Linked DNA regions of Zea mays: regions 2 and 3 are each linked to region 1. The links are chromatin contacts, called in public Hi-C maps. All regions are on one chromosome and are shown on one strand. Each heading gives the region's core, a stretch centred on a gene start, on an enhancer-like site or on the middle of the called end of the contact. The rest is flanking DNA. Distances are from core to core; before and after follow the strand shown. Region 1 holds the start of LOC109942418 (3'-N-debenzoyl-2'-deoxytaxol N-benzoyltransferase). Region 2 holds the start of LOC100381992 (Hydrolase-like protein family). Region 3 holds the start of LOC100275385.

Region 1 (3,155 bases), core at 460-2,959:
CTAACAAGTTCACAGCTTTCCCGCCGAACCCTGCTGCTGCGGTTGCAACAGCAGCTCCTGAATTTCCTCTCTGAAACCAGCCAGCGACGTGCGCTGCAGCGCGATGAACACCTTGAACCCTTCCCGCCGGCGCTCATCCCTGGCGCCGTAGGGTATCAGGAAGCACGGCTCTGTGCTCCCGAGGATCCTCCACGAGAGCGGCAGCACGGACTCGGGGCCGCCCCACCCGAAATCCACCTCCCCGTGTCCGAGCCGCCGCCAGTCCGTGAACGCGCTCACGGCGCCCGCCGTGATCCCATCGTGCCGGTGCACCTCCTGGAAGTCGACGTAGGATCGCACGTACTCGTCGTCCACGGCCTGTTTGCTCTTCCTTACCAGGGCGGCGGTTGCGGCCAGTGGCTGGGAGACGAGGTCGCAGGCGGCCAGCGCGACGTACACCGGGGCGCACACGTTGCCCCAGTACCCATCGGGGAGCGGCGGGTCGACGAGCTTGCTGATGTTCATGGAGTACACCATCTTCACCACCTCGCCAGGGCTGCTCCCGTTCGCCTTGACCCTGGTTTCCACGAGTACGGTGAGCACCTTTCTGTGGTCTGAATTCTCCGACAGGTGGAGGAGTGCTTACCTGGCGCGCCATATGAACGCGGCGACAACCTCGAAGGAAGTGAACTTGACGCCAGCCTCGTCAGCGATCCGCGCTCTGAGCGCCTCCACGCGCGCGTTGCTCACGTGGAAGCATTCCCTCGTGAGCAGACGCTGCTGTTCGCGCCGTTCCACATCGGTTCCGTACGGCCCGCGCCGCGCGACGCCGCCGTCGAGCGCGAGGACGCGGTCGAACACCTGCGTCGCCACTCGCGGCGGGCGCCTCGGCCCTAGCAGCTCCCGCCGCTCCCACACTAGCGCAACCTCCGGCGGACCCTGCCCCCAAGCGAACCGCGCCGCGGCCGCGAGGAACTTGGTGGCGCCCGCGCCGTCGCACAGCGCGTGCGCCACCCGCATCCCCAGCGCGACGCCGCCGCACGCGAACCGAGTGACCTGGAGCGCGAGCGCCGGGGTATCCGCGTCGGCGTCGCCGTCCCCCGGCGCGAGGCGGTCGAGCAGCGCCGAGCCGGGGCAGTCGGTGTCGACGTCGACCGCCGACAGCCCGGACTCCGCGAGGACGAGGGGCACGGCGCCAGCGCCGACCACGACGTGGCCTTCGCGGCGGAGGCGGCCCGCGAGCGCCGGGTAGAGGCCGAGCGCAGCCTCGAACACGGGCGGGAGGACCGCGTGGGCATCGATGGACGGCGGGGGAGGTGGGAAGAAGCGGAGCGTGCGGAAGGTGACGTCGAACGCGTTGCGGTCGGCGTCGAGGCCGGAGAGCGGGAGGACCGCGGGCTGCGCCGGGGCGGGTGGCGGCGACAGGCGCACGGTGTCCAGGACTCGCAGCCGCAGCTGCTGTGGCTCCATGGGATGGGAGTAGCGCGCGTGAGCCGCCGTTCGCGCTGGACAGCGGCTGCGTCAGTGCAGCGACAGACTGACAGTGAGTGTTGTATGGTTCGACCGTGTGAGATCGAGTTGGATCGTGCGCCGCGGGACGCGGCAATGAAGACGACAGCAGGGGGCAGGATCTGTCGATGTTTAAAGCTGACAAAACATGGAGGAAGTAGGTGGCATGGCAGACTGGCAAGAGCTGAACGAGCGGCTGGTGAAATGTTTTGCGGTTTCACAAGGCAGAAGCGACGTGGGAGCACAAGCGCCAAGTAGTCCAACAGCACTGGCGGACGGACCTCAAGCAATTCGCTTCCATGTGTTCTCTCTCTGTCCCCTCGGTCTCAGTAGTGTCGAAGGAAAACACACACAGGCATGAGGCATCCCTGTGAGTTTGTTGGTCTTGAACTCTTGATGCTGAAAATGGAGATTAAAGAGCATTATTTTGAGGTAAGTTTGTAAGAAGAATGCATTATTTAATTGTCTAAAGCAGTCATTATTAATTACAACTTTTACACAGGTCTGTGACATTATAGATGACTTGTCCGTATCAATATTAAACCACTTGACTGAAAACTGCAAGAAAGAACTCGAGACAATAAACGGGCAGTATCCATTTTGAACCTCTGAAGGTAAGCATTCTGGCTTGTTTTGTAATTTGACTATGCAGTTCTCTGGTTCTGTAGTCTAAGAGATTGACGGATCACTAATAATCTTATGCAGTATCTAGACAAAACCTTGAAGATCACTTACGACGAATGAGTTCAAATGTTAAAGGTACAAACTTACAGCTGTCTCTTGCTACTGTAACGGAGTCCTTCTGTTAGATATTACGATCCTAACGCCTTCCTTTTCATTTTCCCATGCTTTGCTATATTTGAGTCCGGTAGACAAATGCTTGTTCTGCTGCCCTAGGCCCCTAGCAGCTTAGTGCAAGGAGCAGTTCAGCTTGATTGATATGACGTTATTTGCATTGTCTAAGCTTGGTTTAGTTGTGCTGTGGTGAGCTTAGGGAGATGCAATCCGACCATTCACTTGCAATTGCTCTCAAAGCTTCAATTTGGGGTGTATCACACACAAATTAGAGAGTTAGGAAGTTTTAGTGATCCTTTTAGCTTTAATATTTATCTGCTTTCTCGCCTCTATTGTTTTGTAACTCTGGGCTCATGACCGAACAATGTAACTACCATTACTGCTTTTGCCGAATCTGTGGTAATGAAATTCAGGTGGGAATAGTCCATCCTTTCCGGTGATCTCAAAAAAAAAAGCACTAATACATGTGTGGCTATATGTATTACCCATTACCATAGCCTTCTACAATGTTTTAAGATCTGTCCAAAGGAATACATAATGATTGAAAGACGGATGGTTGCTTAAACACTCAAGTTTTACATTAATCACAACTTCACAAGGCACATATAATGATAAGAATAGTACATGTACCATCAGTAGCAACTGTCATAGACATGACTAAATAGCTACATGGAGTTACACTTGCTTTGCATCTTTGACTCATAGATTATTATGTTTTGTTTTAGTTTTTTATCACTGCTTCTCCATGAAAGAGGTGGAAGGGGACCATTTCGATGTTCATATTGGAGGCATTGCAGCAGACTTTCTAGAAAGTTTTCGTGACCACTCATTCATGATCTCGAATTTCGGGACCAAAGAGGAAGAAAGCCCTA
Region 2 (3,155 bases), core at 190-2,689, 250 kb before region 1:
GACCTGGCTGGAGACGCGCCCGGCCCGCGACGAGCTAGCTAGACGACGTTGGTTGCGTTGCGTGTGGCGCTTGCTGCTTCTTTGCTTCGTCACGAAATCAAATCACGAGCCGACGAGTGGCGGGGGCGAAGGTCGGCGGCAGGACTGCAGCTGCTGCAGGTGTGTCAAGTCGCCACTCGCCAGCCACCCAACCCCGCGCAGGCCCACCCAGGCAAGGCCCCTGCTGTTTCTATTGTTCAGGATAGCGCTGCGCCGTGCGCGTCCTTTCGTCTCGTGGACTGGACATGGACACGGACATGCATGATCATGCGCGCGCACTCGCTCGTGTCCCCCCCGCGGCCGTACGCATGCCCGCGGCGCGGCGCGGCGTCGCGGTGGCGGTGGCATGGCAGCAGGCAGGACTGCAGGAGCACAGGCGGTGGCGCTGGCGCTGGCGCATTGGCATGTGCCGGTGGGCCTATCGCCAGGTCACGTCACGCGTGCGTCCCATGGCATCGGGAACGCTGCGCGCTGAGAATGATGGAAGCGTGCCACAGCCGTTTCTTTAAGCCCTAGCCAGCTGTAGCGTCTAGCAAGCTAGTACATTCTAGTGATAACTAGGCTTATAAGACATCATTGTCTGCCGAGCTTATCCGGAGCATGGGCACGGGCCATGGACTCACCCTACTAGAAAACGAAGCCGAGATGGGGTACGGTAACCGGGTGCGTCGCATGATTGGTCGGAGGGACGGCGCGCCGGATGGGGTCGTCGTTGCGTTGCGTGTGGCTGTGGCATGCGGTGCGCTCTTCCGGGGTAGGGTAGGAGAACACGAGGCTGGGGCGCTCGGCCCGCATGGTCACGTGGTGCCTTTGGCTTTGGTGTGCTTGGGTTGGGGATCGGGGTCGCGAGCCTGCGATCTGTTTTGTGTGCTTGGGTTGGGGATCGGGGTTGCGAGCCTGCGATCTGTTTTGTCCCCGGGTGACATGCATTCACATGCGTATCCAGATACTCGAATTTCAGCAAACAATAGTAAAACTTTGACTGCAACCGACGATGCTGTCCTGTCCTTCGCCTGCGTGGCGGGCGGGCGGCCCAGGCCGGAAAACTGACCAGGCTCACGGACCGGACTCGGCCCACACGCTGCGCACGACGGCATGGCCCAAGCGGCCCGACCCTCCCGATCAGCATTCCCAATTCCCATCCGGGGACCGAGAGATACCCCCGCCGAATAATCAAATCAATCCCCCATGGCTGCCGTGCCGCCGACGCCACGCCACGCCTACGGCTACCTCATCCGGCATTCCGGCCAAACCTATCCGCCACTCGGTCGGCCCATGCCGCGCCCCTGGACCCGTCAATAATCAGCACCGCGCCGGCGCTGATCCCGGCGCGGGGTTTTTTTTTTTTTTTTGTCCCGTCCCGTCCCGTGCCGTGCCGCCGCACTATTCGACGCCGCCGCGGCCCGCGAGAGGGGATGGCGTCCACGGCTCGCCCGCTCCGCTCTTATAACAGCCGCTTCCTACGTCTCTCGCGCATCCCTTCCGAGCGGAAGCGGCAGCCCGTCAGGTTATAGCTCACTCTTGATCGCTTCCTGGTTTGCTAAGCGATTTGCCTCTCGTGGTTCGGTGACGGATCGGAGGCGCTGCGAATTCGAAGCTGGTTTCTCTGGGCTAAGTCGATTCGGACTTACTTGTTCAGTAGGTGTAGTGTAGGCGTGTAGCTCGATAGACGAGAAGAATATTTGGCGTCGAAGTTTCAGCTAAGCAACGAGATCAGGAAGTTTCAGCAAAGCTCCTGGATTAAATATTTGGCATCATAGAGGTTCGCAAACCGTTTGGAATCTAGCTAGCTAAGAACAATGCATCCTCGGTTGATCTAGGAATGTAAACCCAATTTATGAGTCTGAATAGGACCAGGCATCAGGATCCTATATGTGGGCTTCGGTTAAAACAACGAGGCGACTTCATTTTTTTATCCAGATTCCAATAACAGTCCGAATTCGAGACAAACATGCGTGCATGCAGTTCGAAGTTGCCTTGTTATTATATTTTTCACACGCTTTCAGTGAGATATACTAGAACTCGTCACTACAGCATTACATGAATTTTTGCAGGATTCAAATCTGCCGGAAACCTGTATCTTCATCCAGTATCAAGGGGAAGTTCTGTTGTTGTGTGTTCGGTGATGGATACATCCAAAAGCAAGCAAGGACCAGAACATCTCCTTGTTCTTGTCCATGGTATCATGGCTAGGTAACTGCTTAGATCCTAGTTCTCTGTGTCTGTGACCATACATTTGAAAGCGGCATAAGGTCCACACACATCAGTCTTCTTTAACCAAGCCGTACCTTTCTGCATTTTTTTTCTTGAATCTTACTGAAAACTTTACTTTATTATACTATGGTCGCAGCCCCAAAGACTGGACATATGGGGAAGCAGTGCTGAAGAGGCGGTTGGGTGATGATTTTTTCATATATGGTAAAGCATGCTAGCATTTGAATTCTTCATTCACTAGGTTCAATACTAGTCATTATCTAACCATTTGTTCTAGCTTCTACAGTGCCGGTTTATGAACTAAATGGATGTTAAAAAAAGTGTATGCAAACATCTTTGTCTACAGCTAGTTCAACGAACAGCTACACCAAAACCTTTGATGGGATTGATGTTGCTGGAAGAAGGTTAGCAAATGAAGTACGTCCTTTGAAGTTTGTCCTAGAAAAAAGGTTTCAAACATTCTCCTTGTTGGAGACTGATATCTCCTGTTCCTGGATCCTAATGAACTGCTTAGAAGCTCTGATAATTGTGCCTATGGAAACAGGTCTTGGAAGTGGTTAACAAGATGCCCAGCTTGAGAAAGATTTCCTTCCTAGCGCATTCTCTGGGTGGTTTGTTTGCTAGATATGTTATTGCAATACTCCACTCAGTCTCAGTGGAAACAAAGAATGCAGGACAGAGTAGTGCACTTATTGTTCCTACAACAAGAGGGCCAGCAAAATCGAGATGTGCTTCAGGATTAGGTTCTATTGCTGGATTGCGGCCAATTAATTTTATTACCTTAGCAACCCCACACCTTGGGGTTAGAGGGAGAAATCAGGTGCATCACCAAAATGTTTCGGATTACGTTTACAAAATATACTGCACATTATCCAGCAAAGGCTCGATTCCTGGGAAAACGA
Region 3 (3,155 bases), core at 302-2,801, 140 kb before region 1:
AGCTGAGATTAGGAGTCTTGGGGTACCCCTAATTATGGTCCGCGATAATATTTAAATATAAATAGAAAGTATGAATAAAGAATTTAGTAGGGACCCACGGGAGCCGCGAAACACACCCTAAAGTTACTGGTCTGCCCTTATATCAAACAAATAATAATAAAAAGAAAATATAACTAGTCCCACGTGGTTTGGTGCTGGCTCCACCTATTTCCGGTACCAACCTTACCTATTTGGTACTTCCAAGTACTTTGATTTGGCATGTGCATCTCCTTATATTGTACTCTACTTCCTCCGCCTTTAACCGTCTAATCTCTAAATGCTGGAGCTCTAAATAACTAGTCTAAAACTAGCTCAAATTTGCATATTATCTCAGGTTAGAGCTTAAAAGCAAGCTAAAATGTTATAAAGATTTTATAGCTCTACGGTTTAAAAGAAGCAATAAAACAAAACATATTCAAGGAGAAAGGTGAGTGTTTGAGGCGACCAAGAAAGCTGGAATATATCATATGCAATCAGTTATATTGGTGCAACGCTGCGATGAAATGATCCGATGGATCCAATCTTAGGGTGTGTTTGGTTTTTAGAGACTAATTTTTAATTTCTCAATTTTATTCTATTTTAGTCCATAAATTACCATATACAGAAACTAAAACTATATTTTAGTTTCCATATTTAATAGTTTATGAACTAAAATATAATAAAATAGATTGACTAAAAAATAGTCTATAGAAATTAAGCACCCTTAATTCAACGGCCTAAAATCTAGTAGCTATTTTTTTAACCTAAAACAACAGTCATTGCTAGATTCTAATTGGATGCACACGGTCACGTCATAGCTGATTGCACACCCAAGAAAGCTTTTGGTGGCACGCAAATCCGTTCCATCGTAACCTCCTCCGGGAAAGGGAACCGTGGTTGAAAACTAAAACCAATCAAGCAACAACCAAGACCAACAAACCACCGGCACCGCACTCAGGAGAACGAGTCCAACCGATTGCTTGTAAACCTAAACCCACACCACCCACCCGATCCCAGTGGGACACGCCGCTCCGGCCCCACCTGGCGGGGGTACAGACGGCAAGGCAAGAAGCCGGGCTCAGCAGACAGTGAGACAGAGACAGACAGAGACTAGTAGAGTAGAAGATCACGGAGCGGGCGTAGTAATCCGTAGCGGTAGCGGCGCGGGGGGCGCGTGGAAGAATCTGCTTTTGCCCGCGTGCGTATGCGTGCGGCGCGGTCTGTTTCTGACACAGGCAGCGACGACGGCACGAGCAGAGGGGCCGTCGAGCCGTCGAGGAGAAACACCCCTTTTCCCTTTCCATTTCGTCTCGTCCCGGCTCGTTGCCGGCGGATAGAAATCTTCTACTGACTTCTCCCGTGTCGTGCTCTCTCTCTGCCGGCGGATAGAAATCTTCTACTGGCTCGCTGCGACGCGTCCGGCCTCTCCTCTCCTCTCCTCACCCCCCCCCCCCCCCCCGCGCGGGAGCGGGTGGTTGCGGTGGCGGCTGAGGTTTAGTCGAGGGACCCGGCCGACCAGCGGTCGCGCGGCGGAGCCGAGGGCAAGGGGATGGGGAACCAGGTCGGGGGCCGACGGCGGCGGCGGCCGCCGGTGGACGAGCGCTACACGCGCCCGCAGGGGCTGTACCCGCACCCGGACATCGACCTCAGGAAGCTCCGCCGCCTCATCCTCGAGGCCAAGCTCGCGCCCTGCCACCCTGGCGCCGACGACGCGCGCGCCGACCTCGACGAGTGCCCCATCTGCTTCCTGGTAAACCACCCTCTCCGTCTCCCCCGCCCGTCTGTTTCTCCACGGCGGATGGATGCGCGGAGCGGTTCTTCTTTTTGTTGGTTTGACGACGTCTGTCTGTGTGTTTTTATACCTGCTAATAATCACTTGGTGGTCGTTTATCTGCTAATAATCACTTGGTGGTGTTTTATCTGCCAATAATTACTTGCAGTTCTACCCCAGCCTCAACCGCTCCAAGTGCTGCGCCAAGGGAATTTGCACGGGTGAGTACTTGAGCCGCTCTTGGCGCCGCGCCGTCGTCGGCTTTGGTTCCTGTTTTTGACATTGCCACCCTGTGCTCCTGTCCGCAGAGTGCTTCCTCCAGATGAAGTCGCCCACCTCGTGCAAACCGACGCAGTATCCTGACTAAACTCACTTCATTTCGAATCCAGAGCCTGGTGCTCTTGTCGAGCGTGTGTTTCGTATTTTTCGAGCGTCTCTGGTGTTACTAAACCGTGCCGGTTACTGCCCTGTTGCAACTGCAAGTCCCCTTAACTTACCTCGTAATAAGGTGTCCGTATTGCAAGACGCTGAATTACGCAGTGGAGTACCGGGGCGTGAAGACCAAGGAGGAGAAGGGCATAGAGCAGCTTGTGAGTGCACGTACACACCCACCCTGTTTTGGTTCCGAGTTGGCTGCTTTGGTCTGTTTCGCCAATTGGTTGGGGTTTGGAGTTTTGGGTAGGAGGAGCAGAGGGTGATCGAGGCGCAGATCAGGATGCGGCAGCAGGAGGTACAGGACGATGCAGAGCGGATGAAGAACAAGCGGACTGCAACTTTGGGTGACGTAGTAGCATCAGCACAGGTCGATTCTTGCAATACCGATGGTGCATCAACTGCAGGTGTGTAGAACTGCGGATTTTCCATGCGTTCTTTTCCCCGTGCATTCTTTTGTTTGATGTTGTTCATTTACTGACGCTGTTTGTTCTGTTGGTAGTTGCAAACAGTCCACGAGGCAACGATGTTCTCTCGTCCGAAGTGCAGCATTCTGAGTTGATATCGAGGAATTCTGAAGCCTTCAAACAGATGCGGTTTGTACTGTAACTCATTTGTCCATTTTAGAGTCATTAGTTCTTGTAATGTGATTACTGTTGCATCAATGCATTAGTATTATATGCCCTTTCTAGATTCAATTTTGTTGGAGGCACTGTGATTATTGTTGCATTGAATCATTGGGGATGATAAGTTCCATAGGCAAAATAACTAATCCTATCTTGCTCCTGTTGGGAAATACCCATTTGACAACTTATAATGTCTCCTTCCATTCCAAACTATAAGACGTTTTGACTTTTCTTCATACATAATTTTTGGTATGCCTAGATACATAGTACCAAGAATATATCTAAAAAAGCCAGAACATCTTAGAATT

What was found. Hi-C and Micro-C count contacts between places; a contact is called where the count stands out from the background.
Region 2: a Hi-C map of root tip shows a contact between it and region 1, with 4 times the contacts expected there. The contact joins the promoter of LOC100381992 here to the promoter of LOC109942418 in region 1. A contact is called at or near these places in 9 of 25 Hi-C or Micro-C datasets (bundle sheath, ear, leaf and 2 more) and 1 of 3 datasets of contacts at active chromatin or transcription factors (leaf).
Region 3: a Hi-C map of ear shows a contact between it and region 1, with 2.5 times the contacts expected there. The contact joins the promoter of LOC100275385 here to the promoter of LOC109942418 in region 1. A contact is called at or near these places in 2 of 25 Hi-C or Micro-C datasets (ear and leaf).

The regions. Positions count from the first base shown.
Region 1 is chr9:20,442,782-20,445,936 of Zm-B73-REFERENCE-NAM-5.0, reverse strand. It overlaps LOC109942418 (3'-N-debenzoyl-2'-deoxytaxol N-benzoyltransferase), which reads right to left and starts at 1,709. Exons shown (of 2, transcript XM_020544399.3): 1 at 626-1,709; 2 at 1-556. The coding sequence starts at 1,449. The coding sequence ends at 10. LOC103638068 (a long non-coding RNA gene) reads left to right here and starts at 1,669. Exons shown (of 7, transcript XR_004852570.1): 1 at 1,669-1,920; 2 at 1,991-2,102; 3 at 2,194-2,247; 4 at 3,009-3,155.
Region 2 is chr9:20,693,727-20,696,881 of Zm-B73-REFERENCE-NAM-5.0, reverse strand. LOC100381992 (Hydrolase-like protein family) reads left to right here and starts at 1,439. Exons shown (of 10, transcript NM_001174761.1): 1 at 1,439-1,546; 2 at 2,094-2,232; 3 at 2,390-2,457; 4 at 2,600-3,073. The coding sequence starts at 2,819.
Region 3 is chr9:20,584,037-20,587,191 of Zm-B73-REFERENCE-NAM-5.0, reverse strand. LOC100275385 reads left to right here and starts at 1,551. Exons shown (of 8, transcript NM_001149470.2): 1 at 1,551-1,768; 2 at 1,959-2,010; 3 at 2,098-2,143; 4 at 2,298-2,379; 5 at 2,472-2,628; 6 at 2,724-2,817. The coding sequence starts at 1,568.